2 separate regions of the Oryzias latipes genome follow, and region 2 is linked to region 1. A link is a contact called in public Hi-C data. All regions are on one chromosome and are shown on one strand. The core of a region is the stretch at or near the end of the contact, and the rest is flanking DNA. Distances in the headings are between cores, read along the strand shown. Region 1 holds the start of epha3 (ephrin type-A receptor 3). Region 2 has its middle 19 kb from the start of c21h3orf38.

What was found. Hi-C and Micro-C count contacts between places; a contact is called where the count stands out from the background.
Region 2: a Hi-C map of embryo shows a contact between it and region 1, with 1.7 times the contacts expected there. The contact joins the enhancer-like site here to the promoter of epha3 in region 1. A contact is called at or near these places in 2 of 5 Hi-C or Micro-C datasets (embryo and fibroblasts).

What each region holds. Positions count from the first base shown.
Region 1 is chr21:17,696,075-17,700,589 of ASM223467v1, forward strand. epha3 (ephrin type-A receptor 3) reads right to left here and starts at 2,281. Exons shown (of 19, transcript XM_011489641.3): 1 at 2,071-2,281. The coding sequence starts at 2,164.
Region 2 is chr21:17,808,472-17,812,986 of ASM223467v1, forward strand. No RefSeq gene overlaps it. Among protein-coding and RNA genes, the nearest start is that of c21h3orf38, 19 kb to the right of the region's middle. Within about 2 kb of position 2,515, at least 1 of the 8 cell types and tissues checked has an H3K27ac peak or open chromatin away from gene starts, as enhancers often do.

The sequences.
Region 1 (4,515 bases), core at 1,031-3,530:
CTGCACGTCGTTTATCCAATGAGCGTTGAGAGTTTGATTTCCAAAGCGACACTGACACTGACACTCTCTGGTGGACTAGCAGGTGAAGAATGTCACTTGAATCGTCTGATTTGTTCTTTATTTTGGATACTTAACTCCGTTCCTAAGAGGATTTACCTCTCCAAGCTGCCTGTGTGTGTGCGTATATATGTGCGCGCGCCTTCTCTCCATGGCTCCACAGTTTTCTACCTCCTCACTCACATCAACTTTCAAACACAACACAAACTCCCCTCACTTACCCTTCGGAGCATTTTAGACTATGGGGGTGAGTTTTTCAGTGTTCTCGCATTTTAAAGATATCCATCAGCCTCTAACATCCGCTCTATCCCTCCATGCGCCGCGGCTGTTCGGCTCAGGATGGAGAAGCGATGAAATCAGATATTACAATGTCGTATCCTCTTGTTCGTCTATTATCACAGCGTGGAGAGTGAAAGTAATTAAAGTCAAATCTAAATAAATTGTATTTTGCTTTTGTTTGATTTTTATTTGTATTAAATGAACTCCACGGGCTTAAGATAAAACTGATTTGTTTGGGGTTTTGATTTTTTGTGGCTAGAACTGCTGCGGTGCGCATACACACGCACACACATTGTTCTTCAAATTTCAGTTTAAAAAGTTTTTTGCTGAGGAAGCTAATATTGAAAACTCAAATTGGGTTATAGAAAATACATATTCCTAAAAGCAAAAGTTTTCCTTCATTTATGTTTCTTTCTTTCTTTGTTTTTGTAATAAAAGAGTTGTGTGGAGGACTCCTGCCCCCCCCCCCCCCCCCCCCCATTGCCTTTCTTTAACATTCCATATTAACACACTGGAGTGTAACTGGGGTCATTTTTTTTTTGTTTCGGGTTTTATTTTTATTTTTCCCTCCGGTGCCTCGCCTCTAACATATAGGATCTTTGCTTTCATTTAATCACTTTCTGAGTTACAAGCTGACACCTCATTGCCTGCCTCTGCACCACAGCTAATGCATTCATAAATGCAGCACAGATTTGATTTCTGCTGTATTTTTATGAGGAGCAATTTAACTTGCATTTTTCTTTAGCAGCCTCATTAGAGTACCACCGAGTTCCACCTTTTTTCACCAAGTCATTTGTCTGTGTTTAGCAGGAGCTTAGAGACAGGAGCATCTCCATCTTCAACTTTAACTTAGAAGTGAGACAATAGCCTCGTTCAGGTGTTGATAAGTTAATAAATTGTAGCACTTTGAATACTATTAATTTAGATAGTAAATAACGTTTAATTCAACAACTTTTGTTACCTTTTACTTTGAAGATGGCTGTCCCGTGTGGAGCTGTGTGGGTTAAAATAAAAGTGCAAACAAACGCACAAAAACCTAAAATAAATCACGGAAAAGGCATAAGGCAGGAAAAAGGCGTTCTTTATTTTTGATCAGGTAATTAGTTTAAGTTTAAAATGAAGTTTAAATTTAAATTTTAAGACTGGAGAACATTTAAGGATTTCCTGTGCGCACGATCAGAGAAGCGAAGTCTTACTTTGAGGTCAAAAGTCACTAAACAGCCTAAATACGGTGAAAAAACGGCGTTTCCCTGCAGCCCTCTGTCAGTGCTCAACATTTCCTTCCAATCGAGTTCGTCTGACAATTACGCAGGGAAGTGGGGCAGACGGACAGCTCAGCGTGGACCGATGGAGACGCACAGAGTTCCCCCAAATCTCTAAATAAACTCACTGCGAGCTGTTCTGGCATTTTAACATAATTCATCCCAGTTTAAGATGATCCTCTCTTTTAGAGAAAATAAATAAATAAATACTGTCCTAAATGAGTCTCTGTCTGTCCTGCCGGGATCCGTCCCTAGGTTGAGAATTTACTCATTTGGTGCTCTGTGGTGCCACCTTGTCACCTTCTCGCAATCTTTCTTTTCTTCCTATCCCAGTGAGTGAAACAGGAAAGCGCACCACGGTGTGCGCCGAAGCGCACATTTTCCAAACACACACACACACACAAACCCACGCGCACAGACAAGCAAGCGTGAACCCAAGCAGAAATCCGCGCAGCTCCGGAGTTCCTCTTACCTTCATTGAGGGGGTAAATGACGCAAAGGGCAGGAAGGAAGGTGGACATAAAAAGGTGTATTAAGAAAAGAGGAGATCGCAGATCGCAATCCATGGCGGCGGATCAGAGGTGCATAACTCCATGAAGCCACTGACTAGTCTGGGAACGTCTACTCTCCACTCGGCGCTCGCTGCCTCTCCTGCTCCGGCTCCCTCCAGCTGGAGCAGTTTTCCGCTGGGTCCTACAGAGTCTGACGACGAGCGAAAGCTAGCCGCTCAAGTTCATCACAGGTCAACCTGCAGCCTGGACCACGTGACGCTCTGACTTATTACTTTACTTATTTATCCAGTTGCTTTTCATGTGTTTCCTTCACTTTAGTCCATCTTTTTATTTCCTATGCCACCCCCCACCCACCCCCCAAAATATATAGAAATGCATAAAATTATGTTTAATTAAAATGGTATTTAACAATATAACAGGAACATTTAAATTAAAGTTTTTACTGGAATAAAATAACAGTTTCTCTTGTATTGAAAACACAGTTAGGATAAGTAAATAAAGAAAGAAACAAACAAATGAATAAATAAATGTATAAATAAACAAGTTATTTTTTTTTGTCACAGCTGCAGTGTCCTTACTTCTAAAACAGAAAATGAGAATTTTATCCCTTTTTCTCCTTTCCTGTCATGAAGAGGTGTGTGCTTATATTCTGTTTCATTACTATGTGGTACTCTTCATGTAGGTAATAAACAGAAAATAACAGAGTCCACTGGGATTTAATGTTTGGACAAGCATAAATTAAAAAAAAGAAATAAATTTACAATACTGGATAAATAGTCTTATAACTAATTCTGCAAATGTGCAAAACATTTAATCTATTTATTTTTCTTATTTCTTCTTATTATTATTATTTCTTCTTATTTTTATTATTTCTTTTTTTTATTTCAGATTTGACTCTATTAGAACTTTGCTCCTGCTTTATACTGGTTTGAGACTGGAACAATGAACAATATCCGGTCATGGTTTCAATCTCCTTTCTGAGCCCCCACAGGGAAAGAAAATACTATTCGGGCCACAAGAGCACACTGAAGGCCTCACAGGAGAAGGGAGTGCATGCATGAAAACCTTGTGCTTTGTTTTGATAACAGTATTACTGCACAAACTGAAATTTTATTACATGATTTCAGGTTTAAGTTCAACACTTCTATTATGAATAGCTTTCATTTGCGCTCTAAAAAAATCTGTTTAAGCTTTTTTCTATGTTTTGCTAATCACCCACTGAAGGACAAAGTTTTATTTATCATTATGTTGAAGGACAAGTGATATGCCATGCATTTGGTCCAACTGTGGGCTTTTTCTGAGTGGGCCATTAGAGGCCCCCTACACCGCAACGCTTCATATAAACTGAACGACTGTGGCAGCACAGTAACGTCAGGGTCCTCACTGAGACACCAGCTGTTGTGGTGGGGGGTTGGAGGCTGGAGGTTAGGAAGGCATGTGATGTATGAGAAAAGTTAAAGGACACAGCGCCCACTGGGCCCAACAACATAGCTCCGTTTAGACTTGGAGGAACTGCTCTTGAATTGAAATGCCTCCGTAAACTACTTTGTGTTTGCACATTGGAGAAATGCAGGGGGTGTGATGGAGCCTTGACCAAATATCCATGTGATTAGTTAGTGTTACACATTAAACGGTGGAAGATGTCAAAGAATGTTCTTCTCTTGAGTTGGATCTAATCTGTCAAGCAAATTTCAGTCGTATGGAAATGGATTTAGCAGGACAGACATAGTTAAAATAAAGCTAATATCATTCAGCCATTCGAATAAAGTAGCAAAACTGTTGCAAATGCTAGATTGTGCTGCAAAATTAACACCAGCAAACAAATTTACTATTAAAATATTGTATATGTCTGATATTTTACTCAACTTTCTCTTTTATGTCTCAATTTTATCAAACCTGGCAACAAAGAAGTAAGTAGAGTTCAATGTTTTCAGTTAAAATCCAATTTTTAAAAGATTTTTATTATTTTAAGTATTTTATTTACTTTTTTCCACACTGCATTTATAGTAAATCCCCCAGAACAAATAACTGATTGGCTCTCAGAGATTCATTGTTTTGTCGGCAGGAAGGAGCGATGCCAGGCTGCATCAAGCTACATTATTGAGTGAGTATGGCCTGTGGATTTACAGCGGGTTTTAGCCGTGCCAGCCTTTGTCATACATCATCTTCTACATCCCACTAATTCACTTATTACACACTGAAAAAGATTAATACGAGTAGCTCCACAGCTAGCAATCAATTCAGATGACGGCCATTGTGGGATTGTACTTTATGGGATGTATGTCTGTGGAGGGTATTCTCATTTAAATACAGAGGAGAAATTAATCCGCATGTCAGGGAAATCTTCCTTTTACTGAATATTTCTGTCCTTTATTTTTGAAAACAAGGACTTTAGAAGGTGAGAA
Region 2 (4,515 bases), core at 1,265-3,764, 110 kb after region 1:
TAATCTCCTCAAAATATACGATCGTATTCAGTTTGAAATTCATCAAACATTCTGTGTGCCAGGCTTCTTTTAAGCTGTCTCTGAAAAAATCTAATTTTCCTTATTGTTGTTAAAGAAAGCAATGGATGATTACAAGAATACTTTCAATTAAAAAAAAATCATCACAGATTATAGAGGGAAAATTCAAGCTTTGTTGACAATCATATTTTCAGGTTTTTAAAAAGATTTTTTTGAGATTCTTCTCATAAGAATATCTTTTCTCTGTTGGGTTTTTAAAGAACAATCTGCTTCCAAACGAAGCAGATGGTTGCAATTCTGCCACACTTAACACGAGTGATTATGTGTGATGATAAGTTGCTTCCCAGTTGAAGGCCCATCATTAGGGCTTTAATTAAAGCAGTAGCCAGGGCGGGGGACACGTCTGCCACCCATTTCTTATACTTAGGGTGGGGGGATGGAGAGGAGTAGTGTCAGAGCCAAGTGGTGCACATGTTGGCCACATGAATCTGTTTTCCCAAGTGGCTCCAATACACTGAATTAAGAGAAGAATACGCACATATGGAAATGACTAATCATGGGGACAAACAGTGTCGCCTTGTGTGGTCAAACGTCTAGACTACTGTAAGTGACATTTACTGAGAATATGGCTGCAGGAAGAGAAAAAAAAAAGATTATTTGATTTTTCTATCGTGTGTTTTCAAGAACAATTTGAATTAAAGCAAGTTGTGCATTTTTTGTTCAAAATATTACTGTTGTGTTACTTTGAATTAATGCAGACACTTCATAAAACATGGCTCAAAATGAAGCAAATGCTTCTTTCTTTGTTCCACAAAAATGTCTTTTGATTTTCCGTAAAAGCATTTAAGTGGTATTTTAACTATTATGCAGTTTTTAGTCAAGATTTTAAAAAAAAACTTGGTTTCTAGGACATAGTTTCTGCAGAGCGGCACAAGTTCATCGGATATTTGCTTCTTAGTTATGGTGCAGATTGAGCCTGCCTGCATTTCCCAATATCCATTTGTTTACACTCTGTCCCGCTAGCTTACAGCCCCTTAAAACCCCAACCTAATATTTTATATGTAACAAAAATGGTGAGCATTATTGAAGCTATTCAGCCATACAGTTTGGAGCCAGATTCCAGCTCACATGAGGAAAACCAAGACGTACATGGAATCTACTTGTCTGCAAGTGGATAAAACAGAATGGAGCTTGTAGTTGTAAAATCTACAACTGTTGAATAATCTACAAATTGCCAGGCTACACGCTTTTCTAAATGGCATTTTTGCGTCTGCTCCTGATTCACAACCGTTTGAATGAAGAATTACTCACAAATGCAAGATTACATTTCTTTTTGTCCTCCATCATAAGAAAAATGCCACAAGAACATGTTAAAAAAAACAAAAAAATTTCATCGGTGAGGGTCTTAAAGTAAAAAAGTTGCTGATTGAAACAAGTTTTAACTTTAACTTTAGTTATTTTCAATTCTGTACATGAGGTGTCGTGACAGTGGAGCATAAGAACTCTCTGAAAAGTAAATTGAAATGTCTGTTCCATGTGATTGGCTGATATTTGGATTCTGCAGAAGGCCTAATAAAAAATGTCTGTGAATGGATGTCACCTCCTAGACCTGATTCCAGAACCAGAAGAGACAAAGTTGCCCCTTGAGACTTTTATTATTATAGTGGAGGAGTTTTCAATTATAGAACCTCGACCTCTGTATTGTTTCATTCCATTTTTATTCCACAAAGTCAAATAAAAACACTGTGTCCCTGTCCAAATGCAGTGATTGCCTTCTAAAAACAGGCTCCCATCTTATTTGGCACATCACTCCATTCTGATCTCATGTGTGTGCCCATTTTTCTTAGACTCTGCCAGTTTCATTAATGCACAATAACAGCACTGACTTTAGCAAGCATGCTTATTAAAAGACAAAGCTATTAAACTGAAAGCCATAAATGCCAGAGGTATAACAAATGTCAATCAGTGTCCTTGAAACGCTGACTATAGGCCACTTTTGAAGCATTGACTGGTCATTAGTGTTCAAAGCTGTTTGTCAAGTTCTGAATCGATCACATTTCTTAATTCAGTGGATTGTCGTTTCTCCCATAATGCTGTTAAAATCAGTACAAGTCTCAATTGCTACCGTCCAAATTTTACAGACTGAACAGACTGTAAAAAAAAGTAAACTGGCTAAAATGTGCATCTGTTTGCGATTAAATAGTGTCATTTCAGACATAAAAATGTACATTAAAACCTGGAGTTTTTGCCCTACTGGTAAACAATGGATCGGTCCACTCGCAGCAAGAGATAACAAACGTGTACCTGATCTGTTTATGAAGCAAACTTGACGGATGGGTGTCGTTTCAAGCAACTCCTATGTGTTTAGTTTGAGTGGCCCGAGCTATCCAAACATCTCGAGCTGTTTAAATTAATGTAGTACAACACAACAACCACCATGAGCAAATGAAGATGGATGAGTCAGCTTTGAAAAACATTCCTCTGTCAGAGGTCACACACCACCCTCCAACTGAGTCAACTCAGGGTTGTGATGCCATGTGGAGGGTAAAGAGTGAGCAGACGCCAGCTTAGGCCCATACAGTAACAACATCCATTTGGTTTTGCTATTGAGATCTATAGTATATTAGTAGTTGAACACAATTTCTTATAATTTTAAAATTTGTTGGGATTATACCACTGCGCTCATGATGACTTGAAGTCATCTTACCTCAAATCAGCTTGCAAATGTAAACTTAACTATTCTACTCAATGTGCAAACTGCTTCTAAGATTTTTGCTAAAACGTTGCAGATTTTTGAAGTAAAGCACAACATGGCACGAATCCCGTAATTCAGCTTTGGCTTGTTCAGTGAAATTGGACATTGAAACCATGTTTTTTTGCAATTTTTACATTTTCTTGTAGCATTTTTCTCATAATGGAGAACTCAGTGTATATGAAGAAAATTAAGATTAAAACTGTGTTTCAGGGTATTGCTTTATTCAAATCATGGTAAATCATTTGGAAAAGCTTGTAGTTGTTACATAAAAAGTCCACCGGGGGCCACAAACTTCCTGCTCCTCTCCATTCTGATGCACTTACAGACAAATAGAATCTTATACGTCTTCGTCTGCCTCGTCTGAGCTGCCATCTTGCTGAAAACAGTACAGCTGGATAGCTCCAATATTGCTCGCCATTTTTGTAGTCCCATGTTAGGTTGGGGTTGTGAGGGGCTGTAAGCTAGTGGGACAGAGTGTAAACAAAGGGATCATGAGAAATGATGTGCCAACAGTCTTGCCCACGACTCAGAGGCAAATTACTGATGAAGTCCTGCTTCTCTGCAGAAACTATGTTCAAGAAAACAACACAGAGTTTTTGTTTTGGTCTAAAAAATGTAATTATAAAAAAATATAAAAAACACTGCAGGAACACTTTGACAGTAGATCCAAAAATTATCAGGGTCGGACTTTAATGGCTGAAAATTATTAATTGTTATTTTTATTTCACAGTGGCAGATGCCTTTATGTATGAGCGTAATATGAATCAATATTCAAATGTTCCACACACATGTAATTTTAGTCTAAACTTGCCTTGTTTAAACAAGTTGAATGAAAAAAAATTCTCAACGTGGCTTCATCCAGATAAGTGTCTACAACAAAATAAACAAAATCCCCCTCACAGGTTTTTTGATAAACTTCCTCATCTTAACAAATGCCTCATCAAAAGAAGGATGAGCTGATCAAACGTAGCTTAGTTTTTCCAGCCTACCCTGAGAATGCAGTGAAGACATCATTTCAGATATCCAGTGACAAATAGAAAGTGAAAGGAAACAATATTAATAAAGTGAGACTGTTTTGCTGACACATCTGCACTGGGTTACTGTGCTGAAAAATGGCAGCTATGATGATGATGACATATTGACAGAGTTTCCGTGGGGGATTATCTCAGCTCCATCACTTTGTGAGACTTGAGACATTTCAGCTCTGGGGTTTGGCATGGGGAAATTTAGACGCAGCTGATGACGCCTGTGGGCCTTTTGGATGAGGATAGATGAGGACATTTGGCTGTCAGTGAGGAGAAGGCCTATCTGGCTCTGTCAGGAGCCCAACAGGGAATGAGAAAACACCAGGGGTCTGGTCTCAACAGGCAAGTGTTCCTTCCTTGTATGCATCCTTCATCATCCTCGTCTTTTACAGAATGGGATTCCTGGCACTTGCCACATTCAAGTGTCTCTTTTATACTGAAACCTTTGAAAGACCTTTTTTTTTGGTCAAAAAACTTTTGGAGCAGTTCAGAATAAAAATGTTTGACAGCTCAGAAGAATTTAGAATAAAGAGAAGATGACAAAAGTTAGCAGATTAATTCATCATAAAACTGCTGAATTAAAAAATGTTTGCAACAGAAGGCAATGTCAAACTCAGTCTTCCAAGAGAGGCATTTGATCAAGGAGCCACAGAGCAAAAGTTCTATTGCTCTACATAATATTTGTGCAATAAAACTACCATGAAAGTTAGTATTAAT